2 separate regions of the Hordeum vulgare genome follow, and region 1 is linked to region 2. The links are chromatin contacts, called in public Hi-C maps. All regions are on one chromosome and are shown on one strand. Each heading gives the region's core, a stretch centred on a gene start, on an enhancer-like site or on the middle of the called end of the contact. The rest is flanking DNA. Distances are from core to core; before and after follow the strand shown.

Region 1 (6,490 bases), core at 1,028-3,527, 350 kb before region 2:
CTCTAACCGCTAAAGATACGGAAACCAACTATAATACATGATCACTGAATCAACTGAACTATTTCTACTCCCTTTTCTCTACCATCACTTTTAAACCCTTCTTTTATCCAGGCCAGTCATCTGGCACGTGCAAGAATTCAGACTGTCAGTTAGCACGCATAGCATGTTATTCTCTTTTGACACTCTTCCCTGTTTTTATTGGATGCAGGATCCAACGATATGAACGTTGATACTGCCCTAGCGATAAAGAATCGGTGCAAAATTTCTCTGCTGTAAGGCATATGCTAATCCAGTTGTGATGGTGGTATACTGTCTCGAAAGACAGTCCACTACGTGCATGAATACCCAGTCCTTGTTTGTTGTGCTCTGTTTTTGGTGAAGTACAAGGCATATAATGTCTACCAAGATCAGAATGCATGTATTCATGGATAGTTCTTTATATATACACATAAAGTAGCGCAGTACAATTTAACACATTATGGTGTGTGGTTCAATTTAACAAATGCAATGTATCGCCAGGATAGAATAGACCCAGAATCTCCCCTTGGCAATAGCATTCTGGTTTTCTGGTGCTATTCTAATTCCTCGGTTTTAATTATCTAATGTACTCGCATTTACCCGGACCAAGAAAAAGAGGTATTATTTTCTCTCTGTACTAAACTATCTCCATATGGAGATATCAGCTAATTATACACATATTATAGTATTAAAGCAACATTTTGAAGTGGTTCTAAACAAAACATCAGCCAGGGCCTCACTTGCCGGCCCAGCAAAGCACGTGTATTCTGCTAGCTGCTACTCATATGCAAATGGACCCTACACTCACACACAATTAGCAGAACATGAGAGATTCAGGGAGGGGAGTAACACACCTGCTCTTCCATGACAGGGACACCTGAAGCGGCATCATCTGCTGCAGGGCTTGAGCTGCACACATATGGAACGAACAACTCATTAAGCTCTTTGTGCAAGGAAGAGTGAGGCTGGCATCAGAGACTGGAGATGGTAACAAGAGATGTACCTGAAGGCGCGGGCGAGTGGTGCAAGCCTCGAAAGCAGATGAGGCACGCCAGCGTGCTGGTGCGCCCTGGAGGCCGCCTGATCAATCAGACCACACGCAGTAAAACACATCAGATCAGTTGAAAGATGTTGTGAATCAGTGTCCACCTTCAGTTGTAAAGAAAGAGGTGAAAGAAACGCGGGGGAGGGGCGCCTGACCTGAGAGATGGTGGCAGAGGCGAGTGCATGGCCGGACCTGGACGCGGCGATGAGAGATCTGATGGACATGGCTGCTTGCGCTTAAGCTTTCTCGGCGGCAGCGACCTGTGGAGACAGAGAGGAGGAGAAAGTGATGAGGAGCCCCGTGGACCTTGCGGGTTGGAATGGGTATTGCAACAGCTTTCAGTCATGAACAAGGTAGACAAGTTAAAAAATGGGGCGTTGCTCATCCTAAGCTGGTTGCGGCGATTCGTGTCTCTCGAGCATCTGACCGTAGCTGATCAGAAATCCTAACCATTTAACTACCATGGTCATGTATGTACACGGAACAGCAACCAAGCCTGCAGCTCGCAGTGTTAGCATTTGCGGTTTTCTTGGTGACGTATATAAATCTAGACACCGACTGTTGCCTAAACTGTTTATAAATGATGGCATTCAGATAAATGAGCCTAGCCCAACAGTAAAAACACCATCATTTAAGAGATATAAACATGCTTGCACCTCCGACACACTTGAATCTCTAACAAACTACTCCCTCATTCATTTATTTATGAACATCAACTGCACGCAACCAGTTTTATCATGGGACCATATATATGCAACTATGCAAGAACATTTGTAAAAAGGAACCATGGGCCAAATAGGCGCATCAGAAGGGCAATGGGTCATCATTTGTAATCCAAGTAAAAGTACAGTAGTTGGCAGCAGCGGCAGCTTCCAGATGAAAAGAAGCCCCTAATCAGCTCAGAAATGCACGGACAGACCATGGAGCACATTGAGGGGAGAAACGTGGGATGAGGAGAGTTGGGGCCGGTATTGGGCAACCGGGGGAGGGGAAGGGGCGACGGTGGAGCAGCATCCGGCGGCAGTCAGAGGGAGAGGGGGAGAAGGTGAGCTACGTGGGGGAGGGGGAGAAGGAATGGGGGCGCGCCGGTAGACGGGGAAGAGTGGGGGCGCTGACCTCTGCGGCGGCGATGGCCACCAGACCCGTGCGGCGGCGGCGGCGTGATCTGGGAGTGGGAGTGGGGGCGGCGAGAAGACAATGGGTGTCGTCGTCGTGTCACAGGGTCGCAAGGGGCGGCTGGGCCAGCCCAACAACGGCGGGCTCTGCTGGGCTTCCTTTTCCCTCTTCCCCTCGAAAACACACGCAATTCGTCAAGTCCGGTTTCTCTCAAAATCCTAAGGGCTACTAGCAACTTACACGGCTTAAAATTATCAAAATCATTTCCCTTCATTCTTTCCAGGCAATTCAACTTCATTTTTTTTATCATCTGCGGAGATATGTATGTGCCTGGCTAGAATTCACACGTCTTTCGCAATTCAAATTTCTTTCACTACGACCCAACCTCCCCCCAAATATGGCCTGAGAAAAATATATTTTTTTATCTTTGTATTAATGATGTGGATAGTTTATACTTCCTCCGTTCCTAAATATAAGACATTTTAGATATTGCACTATAAACTACATACGGATGTACACGGACATATTTTAGAATGTAGATTCACTCATTTTGCTCCGTATGTAGTCTCCTATTGTAATCTTTAAAAAGTCTTATATTTTAAAACGGAGGGAGTACATCATAACCTTATGTTTTCGGTCAATCTGCCACCTTAAGATCGAGCATCTCCAACGACCAACGGCATACAAGAAAATCATAGTTGTGACAACAAAACAACTGTTATTTTTTTTGTTTTTAGGATCGAAAAAGTCTCCAAGCCTCCAATAACAAACCAGTCTACAAGGGGACCAAATTTTCTTGTCACAAAATAAAATGGTGCGCCGGGCCAAACTGCTGACCCTGTGAAACAAGAAATATCAGATTTACAAGGTTCCCAGAGCGAACGAGAATCGCCTCCGGCCACCCCTCCGAGGATGCCACACCTTGACCTCCGGTCTCCCTCACGTCACCATTCCTTGCCACCCGGTGCTTCTTCCGTCGACGTTGCACTCCACTGGCCAAAAGTGAGCCCAACGCACCCAACGTGTTCAGCAAAAGTGAGCCCAAGGCACCCAATGTGTTCATCGAATTGCCACAAAGTTGATTTATTTTTTTATTCTGCTTCTATTGAATATGATGTAGTTGTGAATATTAATAGTCAAAATAGATAATTTTACATTGAATTGTAAGTTGCCATGAAATATGAGGCGAAATTGACATCTTCTTTCACCTTTTGGTCAGCTCGAAAAGCAGGAAATTTTATGGAGACCAAAAACCTTCTCTCTTCACACCTAAAATTTGGTCTTCAACTTTTTTGGTCAACTGTTGGAGATGCTCCAGGGAGAGACTACCCACACCCATTCCATTGTGACTTGAACATTGCAGTAATAAAAATGTTCAGAGATTCACCAGCTTGTACATAGTCATCAGTACCTAAGAGTTCAGAAGCTAGAACACACTTAAAATGCTGCAACTGGAAAAAGAAATCGTACCCTAAGAATAGCACACAGGCAGAAATCACGGCTTACAATATGGGATCAGCCATGGACAAGCGGATATATACATCCAATCAGCGTGCGAGCTTTTCTATACGACGGGAGCTGTACCAAGCATTGAACAAGCGAATGCATTTGATCCACCCGTCACCTTCTCTTCCTAGATCACAACATGGTCCGAGGAACCAACTCCTTTTTCGACACAGAATCAGCATCTGTGGACAGATGAAACAACATGAGCTTTCTATATGAGCAAATATATCAGCTGCAGCATGTGACGCATTAAGTCGACATTGGATATTATCAAGAAGGTACCTATCACATTGCACAGTAATGATGTGTATTACCTGAAAAGAACCTACCAACCAGGGATAAGCCTTCAAATATGTACTACTTTGCAAGCATCCTCATGAGCAAATGGCATGAAGACACAAGCTGAAATTTCTATGTGTGCATTTGATTATGCAACCCAGAGTTCACACGATATGAATGCACTATGCTGAGGTTTCCATTCAACAAAAATATTCAGAAGGGAAACAAGGTTGTGTCAGATGCAAGATGCAGATGCAGAGGAAACAATGATGAGGCTAAAAAGGGTGCAGATGAAGAAAGGATATGATACGGATCAAATACATTCTGATCAGGAAAACAAAAGCAAAAGCTCAATGGTAAAACTTTTGTGTTTTATGTCTTGGTAATATGTTTTCTTATGAGAATAAAGTAACTTATCCAGATCAGTTGAAAGTAATAATAAATATAATATCCTCATGCCTATGATAATGAAAACAAGGTTATGGCAGATGCAAGAGTGGAGGAGCTTCAAGAGGCAGATGCAGAGCAATAATGAAGCTAAAAAGGCGTAGATGAAGAAAGGATACATTTACAACTGAGAAACCTGCTTAAATAAATTCTGACGAGGCAAAAGTAAAATCTAAGTGGTGCATACATGTACAACTTTTGTTCTGTTTTGTTTTATGTCTTGGTAATATTTTTCTCTGTAAGAATAAAGTTACTGTCCAGATCAGCTGAACATAACAGCAGTTTTCAACAGCAGAACAATAGACATACAACCCAAATTAATAGTTCCACTGGATTGACCAAGGCAATCTACATTCATATGTGTGACTACTAGATGAACTGTCTGTGTTTTATACTAGTGATTTATGGAGTAACCTGCAGTGGATTGCAATAACAACAAGAAAAAAAAACTGCCCAAACTACCTCATTTCTTTGAAAACTGTTGTTCGGAGCAGAAACTCGGGGCTGTTGTAATATGATGATTTCTACTTATACGCAGGCCATATATAAAAATAAAGGAATTGGAAATATATTGGAGACGACAATCAATTGGAAATGATGCAAACAACTAGACAAACTCATATAGTAAATGCCTGAACCTTATTTCTTTGTTGTATAACACTGTGACCAAGTTAAATAAAATTAAGCAAAGAGTACATAACACACGCTCACCGCTTCATATAGTTGGCGCACACAATGATGGAGGGAAACCAGCGTATAGTCGTCTAGGTGAGTGTGTGCCAAGCGCAGCGAACAGCTCAACCTGCAATGTCTTCAAGTTCACCGAAAAGAATCCAAACTTCATCTTCTCCTGTGAAGATGCGTCGTACATCGCGTATACGAGCAGGTATCCCCCGGCTACACCAACCAGACTCACATACTTTACTGGCAACGGGATGACCTTCTCAAAGTGCCATTGGTTATTTGTCAGAATGGAATACTGGAGACAACATCGGTCATTGCCATAACCTTTAGTGAGCATCCCGAGCATTCCTTTTGCCGCCTCAACAACAACAAAACTATCGCTCCGTTGTCTAGATTTGATAGCAGAGAACTCCATTGCACGCAAGTTAAGCACAAGTAACTCACACCGCTTATGCAAACGCCAATAGAAGCATCCGTGGACAAACTGACGACTGGAGAGCCCAGGCTCAGACTTCACAAATGAAGCAAGCGTAGCACAAACACCCCATTGGTCATAAGTAAGAACATGCCACTGTCCATCCAAAGAGGAGAAGATCAGAAGCAGCAGATTGCTTCGGCATTGCACCAAACATATCACCCTGAATGACAAGGGGTCCTCCGCATGCTCGCCGGGCGCAAGGAAAGTCTCCATGTCGAAGAGATCCTGTATATGGACCAGCGCTTTCAGGTCTCCGGGACGGCCAGGTCCCTGGTCAGAAATTCATGGTACACCTTGAAGCCGCTTCCATTCCCGACGGGGACACCGGCCATGAGGGCACGCCCGTCAAAGAAGTCAACCGAACTCCAGGTGCGGCCGGCGGCGGAGGGGAGGAAGGAGGAGCAGGAGAAATCGAAGCCGGCGAAGGAGCGGGCGGGGGCGGCGGAGGGGTGCGGCGGCTGGGCCGGGACGAAGGGTATGTGGTCGTGGAGGATGCCGACGAGAGGCGGCGTGTGGAGGGCGCGGTAGCGGCGCAGGAAGGCGTGGCCGGCGATGACGCGGCGGAAGGAGGGGCAGGCGGCCGAGGCGCGCGCGAGGTCGGCGGCGGCCGGGAGGCGGAGGAAGATGTCCTCGAGCAGCGCGTCCGGGGCGTCGGCGACGCACGGCGCGGGCGGGGCCATCACGGTGGTCGGGCGGCGGGGATTTGGCCTGGCCTTCGGGAGGGACGGCGTGGAGCTCCTCTTCTCGCGGGAACGGCGGCACCGCCGTTTCTTGGCCGCCGCGTCGCCCCGCTCCCCCGCCCGCTGTTGCGCCGCCGTGCCCTGCTCCGTCAGGGGGCCGGGGTCAACAGCGCGCCGGCCCTCTCCCTCCACCGGCCGCTCCTCCGGCGGGTCACTTGCCTAGCGCCGCCGGGGGAG
Region 2 (6,090 bases), core at 525-3,024:
CAGCACCCCCCTTGATACCAAAGGTAGGCCCTTGTGATGGTTGACGGACGCAAGTGACAACCTATAACGACGACAGGAAATAAAATAGTAAACCATATCAATATCATTATGTATACAGCAATAGATGACAATAGGTTCCATATGTTCTGCATTGTGTAGTCTATTATTCATAGCCTTGAATTGTATCAATATTTACACCGATATAAAAAGCAGGAGTTGCTTCGGATACTTTCGAGATGACCAAAACTTTTAATCTAACTTGATTATTATCCATCCAGTGGCTATACAGAAGAAGTCCTACCATAAGCACTGAAAATTCTGCAGCTGTACAGAGTGTTTATGTCAACACAACTTCACAAATAAATCGATCAGATCCAACTGTTACGCAAACCCTGAACCCGTGACAGCCGATATGTACATGTGTTACAAACTAGGGGACAACAACAGATTACTACTGCACAGTCGAAATTTGTATCAAACAATTTTTAATCCTTCCAATGTTGTTCCAAATAAGCCCATTGGTTTACCTCAGTGCCGGCTTTTATCAACTCAAACGGCATTCTTACAACAAATCACAAATTGCCTGACTTTGTTCTAATCGAGAAGCACTAATGAACCTGGTGCAGGTTATCTCGTGGATGACAGCCAAACTACTCCCTCAGTAAAGAAATATAAGAGCGTTTAGATCACTAAAGAGTGATCTAAACGCTCTTATATTTCTTTACTGAGGGAGTACATTCTTACAACATATCACAAATTGCCGGCTTTGTTCTAATCGAGAAGCACTAATGAGCCCGGTGCAGGTTATCTCGTCGATGACAGTCAAATGAAAACAACTCTGAAAATCTCACCTTCTTATCAAGGAACGCCCCCAGCGCCTGGCACAGGCCGACGGTAGTCGTTGACTTGCCCTCCCCGAGCGGCGTCGGCGTGATGCCGCCGACGACCACGTAGTAGCCGTCCTGCTGCCCCTGCAGCTTGTCAAGAACGGACAGGAGGACCTGCACGTCGCCAAATAGCCGCACAGAGTCCAGTCAGATCGACTCACCCGACCACACCACGCGACGCCGGTGGTCTTTTTTTCTCGGGAACCGATCAAGAACCGCACCTTGGCCTTGTACTTGCCGTAGAGATCGTAGTGCTCCGGAGGGACGCCGAGCTCGGCGGCGATGTCGGCGATGTGGAGCGGCTCGACGGCGTTGGCGATGTCGATGTCGGCGGGCACCGGCGAGGCGACGTCGAGCCTCCGGATGGTGGGGTTGGGCGCCGGCGTCGTCATGGGCGGCACCAGCGGCGGCGCGGAGACGGCGCTGGATCTCGCGACGGCGCGGGCGGGCGGGTCGGGGCGGAGGCGGGGCGGGAGCGAGTGGTGGCGAGGGGGTGGTGGAGGCGAGAGGAGGAGTCGTCGCTGGCTGGCGGTCGCGGAGCAATTGTATATTCTCGCCCCCGCGTCGGGACGGCGGCGGCTCAGGATAATGGAGGATAAAGTTCTGGGATGGTTGGTTGGTGGGGCAGGCAGATCCATGGCACACCACACCACTGCTCCAACCCAATAATGCTACGTACTCGCGAAAAACCTCGAATTTGATTAATTAACCAACCACTCTATAAACCTTGTCGGCTCAAAGGAACTGTTTTTGACTGAAACTCTGCGCTGGATCTTCTCCCTGCCGTCAGTGTGCACTGCCGATTCTTCAGACGAACAGAGGCATTGGGTGGGATGGACGGGAGGGTATTGGGGGTGGTCTTATCTCGGATTGGACGGACGGACGGACGGACGGACGGAAGATGGACCGCGATCCCAACCCGGGGGAGAAGATAAGGGGTTCTTGGGGGGCGGTGGGTGTGGGCGACGATGCCTGCTGCAATGCAATCCCAGTCTGTATCTGTATCTGTATCTGTATCTGAATCGGGTGCTCTGGAGGTGGCAGCGACGACGCCAAGCGTGCGCGATCTTGTAGGCGGCGCCGCTTGGATCATGAGCACGGTGTGCGTGCCAGCATTGATCTGCAAACATACTTTTTTGGAATCGAGCGCTTGAGTTCAGGTGACCGTGAGCATTTAGTTTGGTCTTTTGCTCTGGCAAAAACGGCACTCCAGCAGCGGTGACACGCAAAGTTCTCTGAAGAACGGGCTGCAGGCCACGCGTGGCCGCTGCTCGGTTTGTGAGGCACGCGGCACGCCCAAAAAAAAGAAAGTACTCTCTTCGTAAACTAATATAAAAATATTTAAATCACTATTTTAGTTATTTAAATATTTTTATATTAGTTTACAAAAGAGGTATTGAATGTTACTTCCTTCTCATAATTTTTTTAAGATATCAATACAAACCGCATATGAATGTATATAGATGTACTTTAGAATCTAGATTTATTCATTTTATTTCGCATATGGTCTATATTAATAATTTTTTAAAGGGACTTGTATATAGAAACAGAGGTAATAGTATCAAACAGTAAACCGTCGCTATTCATTATTGAATTTATTATGTTCTTAGCTTGTAAATGATAAAATGATAATGCGTTTAAACTTGAAATATTGTATGGCAATAAAATATCAACCGCTTACTATCTAATATATTGTTTTAGGTTTTTAAAGAATTGGAAGTGTGATTTTCATGAAGTAACCTGGTTTTCATGTATATTCTCTTTCATGAGGCGATCGAGTGGGAGGAATGCTAACACGGTAATAACATGCATGGGGGAGACATTTTGTGTTGCTTCGAGATATGGATGTCATGTCATGCATTACAAACCGCATAATTTTTTTAAGATATCAATACAAACCGCATATGAATGTATATAGATGTATTCTAGAATCTAGATTTATTCATTTTATTTCGCATATGGTCTATATCACTCGCGGAGCTCCCGGTGGGCAAGGTGTGGCACGTGCCATACCTTGATTTGGAGCCAATTTTTTTTTAATACTAGTGCTAATCACTGCGTGCCCACGAGTCCACGACCAGACCAGACCATGACGCATCTTCTGTCTTCCTCTGCTCTGCTCCTCTCCTCACCGGCTCACCCCACGTCCCCACACAAACCCTAGGCGGCGGCGGCTGAACCAGAGGCGGCGGCGCGGGCCAGCAAACGGTGGCGGCTGCGGCCTGCGGCGGCCGGGGGATAGGGGAGGCCGGGAGAGGCGACGGCGGCGGCTGCGGCCTGCGGCGGCCGGGCGAGGCGACGGCGGGGCAGGGGATAGGGGCGACCGGGGGAGGCGACGGCCGGGGGAGGCGACGGCGGGGCAGGGGATAGGGGCGGCCGGGGGAGGCGACGACCGGGCCGCTTCTGCTTCAGGCAGCAGGCGCGCAGCAGGCGCAGGCCACCAGCGGCGCAGGCCACCAGCAGGCGCAGGTTCAGACCACTTCTGGTTCAGACATGAGCAGTGGGCATGAGAGTCTAGCAAATCCAAAAAAAGAGGAAGAGGTAATCTTTTATTTTTCTGAAATTTGAGGTGGTTGGTACTTGGTAGTGGCAGCAGATTGTATTGAGATATTAATGTTGTAATTGCAGATTTAAGAAAGTATTTTCAAGTGCTTGGTGGTGGCAGCAGCTTAAAATCGAATCCAAGCACTCGTGAAAGTGTCAATATTTCAGCACATGACCATCATCAAAATCAAGTTATTTCCATGGAAGTGGAACAAACTACAAATTCCGTTGAAGCTATAGTGGAAGAGAATGTAGAAGTTCACGGGGTTGAAGGTATAACTATTTTTAGTGAAGATTACATATATGGTGATCCAGGACTTCGCATTCCACTTGATTGTTTTGCCCCCAACATTAGAGATGATGTTAGATTTGCTTATATACGAATGGGTGCAACTCAACCAACAAGTTGCATTTCCCCCCCAAATAGAGATGGAAGATGCTTCCGACCACAATGGTATAAAGACTTTGCTTGGTTGGAATATAGTGTAACAAAGCATAAGGCTTATTGCTTCTGTTGTTTTCTTTTCAAGCATGACCGAATGGATGATAAATTTGGGCATGATGTCTTCTCCAAATTTGGTTTTGACTGTTGGAAAAATGCAGTTGCAGCATTTCGTAAACATGTTGGTGGGCCATGTAGCATCCACAATATTTCGTAAACATATTGATGAGTGCCGTGATATATCGGTGTAAGAACAAATGGCCGTGGTTATCAGGTATGTATAATGTATTGAAGAATGTTAAGTGTCTATGTGTTTTTTCCTTCTGTTATATGTAGAGTAGGTTAACTAATTTTATGATTGCCTACTTCTACAGGTATTTGAGCAAAAAAGGAGAGACCATTGAAAGATTTTTGGCTATTAAGCATGTTCCAGACACAACATCTGTTTCTTTGAAGAAGGCATTGTTGGAGGTTTTTGCTAAACACGGTTTAGTTGTTGCAAGACTACGAGGGCAAGGATATGATGGGGCATCTAATATGAGAGGAGAATTCAATGGACTTCAGAAGTTAATTCGAGATGAGAACCCATATGCTTTCTATATCCACTGCTTTGTCCACCAACTGCAGTTGGTAGTTGTTGCTGTTTCGAGATGTTGCAAGGGTGTTGAGGATTTTTTTGAATATGTGACCATGATTGCCAATCTCAGTACTTCATCTTGCAAGAGGAAGGATAAATTGCTTGACAAGCAAAAGGAAATTCTTTTGGATAAGATTGAGAGAGGTGAGATGACCACAGGAAGAGGGAGAAATCAGGAAACATCCTTAGTCAGACCTGGAGACACAAGATGGGGATCTCATTACACAACCTTATCTCGCATTGAATCAATGTGGGATGCAGTCATAGAAGTTTTGGGCATTGTTGAGGATGATGTGCGTGTTCCATGTAGGGCAGGAGGTTTGGTTCATCAAATGGAAACTTTTAGCTTTGTGTTCATCCTGAAGATGATGTTAAAAATCCTTCGTATCACAAATGATTTATCTCTTCTATTGCAAAAAAAGGATCAAAATGTTGTTCAGGTATGTGATGGATCATGTTAGATGTATGTAGTATGGTTCATATATTTAGTTCATGTCAGCATACATGCATCTAAAATTGTATTTATCTCATTTCAGGCAATGTCATTGGTTACGGATGTGAGAACACGTTTGATCAACTTCAGAAATGATGGTTGGCAGCCACTATTGGAAGATGCCAAAGCCTTTTGCACCAAAAACAACATTCCAATACCAAATATGGATGACATCTTTACAAAGTGGGGTAAATCAAGAAAAGGTGGACGAAACAATGTCACAGCTGATCATTTTTTTTGTGTGGACACCTTCTATGCTGCTATAGACTCCATCACCACAAAGTTCGATCATCGTTTTAATGAGGTATCTTCAGAGCTGCTCCAGAACTTCTCTTGTCTTGACCCAAGAAACTCCTTTTCTAGGTTCAACCTGCATAAACTAGCTAGACTCACAGAGATATACCATGATGATTTCTCTGATTATGAACGTGAACATATAGAAGATAACCTTGATCTATTCATTATCCATATGAGAAGAATTGAAGACTTTAGATCTTGTCATGATATTGCAAGTCTAGCTAAAATGATGGTTGAACTTGAAAGGCATGTCATGTTTCCTACTGTTTATCGCCTCATTGAGTTGGCATTGTTACTACCGGTAGCGACAGCAACAGTTGAAAGGGCCTTCTCATCAATGAAAATCATCAAAACTGAGTTGCGCAGCAAGATGACAGATGGTTGGCTTAATGACTTGATGGTTTGTTATATTGAGCGAGAGATCTTCAAAAGTATTGATCTTGGTAAAATTAAGGAAGATTTTCAGAATGAGGGTAGGGCATTGCCATTACATGGGTCTTCTAGACGTCATTGAAAGCTTCATTATCGGTATGTTTTAGGTTGTTTTTCTATTGAAACATGTCTACATTTTTATTGTATTTGGTTTTCATTTGTAATGTGTATTGAGTCTTTCGATTTGCATTAAAAGAATTCTTTCCTTAAGACTTCGCCACACCTTAATTTTTTTTCGTCCTCCGCCTCTGTTTGTATGTGGCTGGTGATGACTTGGAGGAGTGCCATCGTGGACGGAGATGACGAGAAATACAAAAAAAAAGAAAGAAACATGAAAACTTCATCAGAATCTTGCCAA

What was found. Hi-C and Micro-C count contacts between places; a contact is called where the count stands out from the background.
Region 1: a Hi-C map of leaf shows a contact between it and region 2, with 3 times the contacts expected there. The contact joins the promoter of LOC123398427 here to the promoter of LOC123398418 in region 2. A contact is called at or near these places in 2 of 6 Hi-C or Micro-C datasets (leaf and seedling).

The regions. Positions count from the first base shown.
Region 1 is chr5H:454,028,039-454,034,528 of MorexV3_pseudomolecules_assembly, reverse strand. LOC123398427 (60S ribosomal protein L5, mitochondrial-like) reads right to left here and starts at 2,277. Exons shown (of 5, transcript XM_045092899.1): 1 at 2,180-2,277; 2 at 1,219-1,323; 3 at 1,022-1,098; 4 at 873-927. The coding sequence starts at 1,287. It also overlaps the pseudogene LOC123396865.
Region 2 is chr5H:453,674,883-453,680,972 of MorexV3_pseudomolecules_assembly, reverse strand. LOC123398418 (formate--tetrahydrofolate ligase) reads right to left here and starts at 1,774. Exons shown (of 5, transcript XM_045092892.1): 1 at 1,109-1,774; 2 at 852-1,001; 3 at 1-61. The coding sequence starts at 1,525.